Regions from separate parts of the Danio rerio genome. Here region 1 is linked to region 2. A link is a contact called in public Micro-C data. All regions are on one chromosome and are shown on one strand. Each heading gives the region's core, a stretch centred on a gene start, on an enhancer-like site or on the middle of the called end of the contact. The rest is flanking DNA. Distances are from core to core; before and after follow the strand shown.

Region 1 (2,788 bases), core at 278-2,777, 170 kb after region 2:
TAAATAAATAAAAAACTTCTTGCATAGACTTACATGTACTACATTGACAGGGTAAGTGTGATGTGGGCATGGCAGCCTGGGCATTGCACTGGACTGATCCATGCTACACGACACACTTTTTTAATGCATCACAAAGCAACTGACAAACACTCCACTTCAAAGCTGATCTTATAACTTCCACCTCCTCAACTATTGTTAAAGCTGTTGTTGTTTTATTATTAATAATAATATCGAAATTATAATCAGTGTGAATATATTATAGTTATCACGTTTTTCTGCCTACCTCTTGGACTTTTATTACTATTATTATTCATTAATTTTCTTTTCGCCTTAGTCCCTTTAAAAATCCAGGGCGGAATGAACCGCCAACTTATCCAGAAAAAAACTCAACCTCTTGTAAACTCAAAAATAGAAAAGTAGTTCATGTTAACGTGTAAATGAGCTAAATGTGTTAATAAAGCTCTATTGAAACTAACTTAAACCCCAAATGTGACCCTGGTGCAAGTATCATTTTGGCAAAAGCCAAAAATGCATGTAGGTCAAAAGAATTGAATTTTCTCTTATGCCAAAATCATTGTATTGAGTAAGGACCATTAGGATATTTTCTAAATATTACATTGTAAACAAAATTTGCATCGCTAAACACTAGAAAACTTTAAAGGCGAGTTTCTCTATATTTTTTATTTTATTGTAAGCTTGGTAAGCTTAGTTGGTAATAGAAAGTGTAGTTATTCCGATTTAATTCATTCATTAATTTGATTTCAGCAGTCCTTTATTCACCAGGGGTTACCACAGCGGAATGAACCCTCAACCTATTCAGTATATGTTTTACACAGCATATGCCCTTCCAGCCACAACCCAGTACTGGTAAACACCCATACACTCTTACACATACACTATATATATCTATATATATATATATATATATATATATATATATATATATATATATATATATATATATATATATATATATATATATATATATATACTATACTATACGGTGCATGTCTTTGGACTGTGGGGGAAACCCGAGCACCCTAAGGAAACCCTCACTCAGGGAGAACATGCATCTCCAAACAGAAATGCCAACTGACCAAGTCGGGATATCATTAATGTGATGTATAAATCTTAATTACCAAAACCTGCCTTTAATAGTTTCTTGTTTTATAGTACAGGGTAACAAATATGGGACGTTTGTCATGAAAGTAGACGTAGTCGAGTGTAAAGATCGCTAGAGTTGTGTATTGGGACATGGCCATTGTAGCTTGTAGGTAAGGGATAGTCTAAAAATTGGCAGCTACATTTATCTAGTCCTCAAACGAAATTAAACTACAGCTTGTTCTCTTTGTAAAAGCTATTATTTAATTATAGGTAACTAACATTAATCTATTATTTGTCATCAAGGAAGCAAATACATTAAAAAACTAAAATAATAAAGCGAGACTGCAAAAAAAAAAAAAAAAAAAGGGAATTTGACATGACCCCTAGATGAGTGTTCTCGCGAAAGAGGTGTTATCGCGAGACAAGAAGGAGATGTTTTGAGTCTACATGCGTCTGTTTTATGACAACCTGGGTTAGTAAACATTGATGTTTTAATTTAATGTTGTTGTATTAAGTAGTTATTCGTAATAATGCTTTGTCATCTCAGACTATGTAACCTTACGTCATATTTATTTTGCTTTAGGTCATTTTGCGTACAAACACAATGTTACTTTAATGTCGTGTAATAATCAAATGTAGGGGGGGGCATTGTGCTGTACGTTACACTCATAAATAGATTAAATAATTAGATACGTCTTCTGTGGAACTTTGTCATGACATTGCCATGGTTTAATTGTAGTAAATATAATAACAATTATTTCTTGTTGCATAACCCACCATTTTTTTATTTAACTACCACAATGTTACTACAAATGTTGTGGTTAATCTATAGCATTGCATTGATTTGTTTTTACAAGGATTTAACTACAGACACACACACTCACCGGCCACTTTATTAGGTACACCTTACTAGTTGGCTACCAGGTTGGATGCCCTTGTGAACTGCTATAATCCTTCGTGGCATAGATTTATATTAGAAATATTCCTCCGAGATTTTGCTCCATATTGACATGATAGCATCATGCAGTTGCTGCAGATTTGTCAGCTGCACATCCATGATGTGAATCTCCTGTGCCACCACATCCCAAAGGTGCTCTAGTGGATTGAGATCTAATGACTGTGGAGGCCATTTGAGTACAGTGAACATATTGTCATGTTCAAGAGACCAGTCTGAGGTGATTCACGCTTTATGGCATGGTGCGTTATCCTGCCATAAGTATAGTATAGAACTCCATGCCTTCATGTTGTTGAAGCAAAATTCTGACCCTACCATCAGAATAACGCAGCAGAAATCAAGACTCATCAGACCAGGCAACATTTTTCCAATCTTCTATTGTCCCATTTTGGTGAGCCTGTGCGAATTGTAGCCTCAGTTTCCTGTTCTCAGCTGACTGGAGTGGCACCTGGTGTGGTCTTCTGCTGCTGTAGCCCATTCGCCTCAAGGTTGGACGTGTTGTGCGTTCAGAGATGCTTTTCTGCATACCTCTGTTGTAACGAGTGGTTATTTGAGTTACTTTTCAAAACTGAGCTGGTCGGGTTTGGCGATCCTATCCCTCTGCATTTATCAGGTTTTGGTGAGCTTTCCACTTATCAAAAACCTGTTGTTAGAAACCTAGGATTTCAATTCGACAATGATCTGAAATTTAACAAGCAATTAAATACAATTGTTAAATCCAGTTTTTTC
Region 2 (2,982 bases), core at 21-2,520:
TACTGCATGCTGTCATTGTGCAAACTAACCAGTTTAAATGTTAAATGAGAAAACAATGAATGCTCGGTAATTATGATTACAACTGAATGCTGCAGGAAAAAAGGGAAAATTGTTAAAAACGTCACAAACTTAACATGGTTTTTCTATACGAGCGTAAAAGCCCTTTAAAAGTAAATAAATAGAATTACACAAATGAAGCATAAATACCTGCAGTTCTGGGGACAACGTCGGCTCTCAGCTGTTAAAAAGACAATAAAACATAACATTAAAATCACTGCAGCTGCATTAGGGCATTCAAGTTCATGATCACGCCACACCGCCATTGCTACTAATTAGAAACAAGTTCAGCTCGCTCATGTGACGCACAGCAGCCGCATTCCGTTGAAAAGTGACAGACTCTACTGTAAAACACTGCCCGAGGAAAAACCACCACAGGTCACGAAAAATTAGCCCTAGCAGCGGCTCTTCAACTGCTTCTCGACGCACATTGCAGTAAACCCATAAAGTGGCTACAAAATTAGCTATTTTTAGGACTAGGAGCGACACGCTCAACACACCCAGCCAACAGAATGGCAGAAACGGCTAAAACTATTTGCGCCAAGAACCACCGGGTTCATGAATACGGTAAAACATTAACATGGCTTAAAATAAGAGTACGCTTTATTAGGCAGCCCTTTTTTCTGAACAGCAAAAAAACCACCAAGAACTTATGTTGCCGGTAGCCGCGTTAAAATAAGAAACGTTGGTGTCTAAGAAACGACGAAGATTCGGGGGCAATCGGCGGTGATTGGGCGTTTACACAATGGAGCGCCATTTAAAATCTGTGAACAACTTCTTAGCTTCTAGCTTACAAAAATCACAGGCGTATACATTTAAATTTCAAAGTTTAGTGACCTATCGTGAAATAAACACTTAAAGTTATAATTAGTTTAGTATGAAGGCCAAGCGGTAACAGTGCAGTGAAATTCATTCAGAGGTAACGCTAGGCTAGCGCATGCTGCAATACGGCAGAGCAGCTTCCTCAAAGAAAGCGACTTAACGGTGCACGAAAGAGAGTTACTACAAATGCCTGCACGCACAAAAATCTAATTTATTTACAGATATTAAGTTATTTTTACCTCCATTACCACCCTTCCAACAGGATTGCCGCCGGCGGTCAGATCGAAAAACACTTTGGGCCTTGCCATGGCTTTAGATTCTTTTCCGTTTGCGGGATGCTGTGCTAAAGCGCGTGAACCGTGTTTCACTGGCTGCAGTCGAATAGAGAAAAGACCGGATGAAGGCCGCTAAACTATATAATAACTAGAGGGGGATGTCATGAAGGCGCAGTGGACCAATAAGAGAAACGATGCTTTGAGTGACACATAGATGAACCAATCAAATGTCCCGTTTTTGAGACTTTGCCACAGACATTCGGGAAATGTGATATAGGCTTGTTTGAAACCGCATGTTAGCGAACTGCTGTTGATGTGATTTAATAATCATATTTGTGGAACGGCAGTAATAACAAGCAGGCGCTAACACACGATATTTATCTAATGTTTATATAGTTTTATTCAATGGTTTTCCGAGGTTTAAAATTAACTTAATCGAACAGTAAATCTGTGATATATTACGGTCTGAATGCGTTTTTAATTAACGTGACTTACTCAAGGCCGATACTCCATATTTCTATCCTTGTAAACGATCCAAGATCTAAAATGCACAAATTATATCTTTAGTAATATTTTCAGTATTTTCAGAGCTGCATGTGCTTTTATTGATTAAATAGGCCCATGCAAAGAAGTTTTTAGGTCAAATAAAGTTTATACCTGTGCATATTGATATAATCTACACAATCTGTCGTCTATTTTGTTGGTTTCACTGTTCTAGAATCAGACTGTATATTCCTACATAAATAAGCGAAAAGCAAGTGATTAACTACCACAATTCATTTATTTTCCTTCGGCTTAGTCCAGGGGTGTCTAAAGTCAGTCCTGGAGGGCTGGTTTCCTGCAGATTTTAGTTCCAACTTGCCTCAACACACCTGCAAGGATGTTTCATGAAAGCCTAGTACAGGGCTGTCCAAACTCGGTCCTAGAGAGCCAATGTTCCACATATTTTAGTTCCAACCCCAGGTTAAATATATGAAAGTGGACACAGTGGTACATCAGGATATGTAAATTAATAATATGGTGGAATTGGCAGAAAACAATTTGATTTTATTTTTTATGATTTTTAAATATGACTCTCCAGTAAAAACACTGTATTTCCCATGATTTTAGTGTGCTATTATAAAATTATGCAGCAGTAATATGATATGAAAGTGGGCACAGTGGTTAATTAGGACATGTAGAATAATAATTTGATAAAGTTTGTGGAAAACATTGTTTTTTTTTTGGATTTTTCTAATGACTTTTAGGTAAAAATACCGTATTTTACAAGATTTTTGTATGTTGATATTTATATGTGATTTAAGAAGAGAAAATAAACATTTGTACAATAATAATAATGTTTTTTTCATTAATTTAGCAACATTCCACATGAAAAAGAGGAAAATATTTACAGAAAAAAACACAAATAAACCAATAAAACAGTCATAATTACACAGTAAACACCTAAATGGTAGGTTGTAAATATGAAAGGGAATGTGAATAGTCATGACAGCCGGGTAATGACTTAAATACTATTAATTTTGTTTTAAACTCGCAAATAAAACACAATTACAGCAAAACAAAAGAATAATAGCATAGCCTACATGCAAAGTCATGATCATTATACACCCAAATATGAATAAAAGTGACGATTTTTGATTATCTCTCATGTGAATTCATTTACGCGAATAAAAGTGAAACAAGATTATAAAACTGCAGGGCATTAAACACACGCGTCTTTAATTTGCCGCAAAACACTGAGTAGACGCGCATTACAACTTAAAGCACAGATCACGTGACTGTCTCTCTCGGAACCGCAGAAATTAAACTACACCTAAACCAGCTAATC

Evidence for each region. A called contact is a pair of places that touch in the nucleus more often than the background predicts.
Region 1: a Micro-C map of caudal fin shows a contact between it and region 2, with 3 times the contacts expected there. The contact joins the promoter of nudt18 here to the promoter of ppiaa in region 2. A contact is called at or near these places in 2 of 18 Hi-C or Micro-C datasets (caudal fin and hematopoietic stem cells).

The regions. Positions count from the first base shown.
Region 1 is chr8:55,665,249-55,668,036 of GRCz12tu, forward strand. nudt18 (nudix (nucleoside diphosphate linked moiety X)-type motif 18) reads left to right here and starts at 1,528. Exons shown (of 4, transcript NM_001017843.1): 1 at 1,528-1,576.
Region 2 is chr8:55,495,145-55,498,126 of GRCz12tu, forward strand. It overlaps ppiaa (peptidylprolyl isomerase Aa (cyclophilin A)), which reads right to left and starts at 1,271. Exons shown (of 5, transcript NM_212758.2): 1 at 1,119-1,271; 2 at 208-238. The coding sequence starts at 1,187.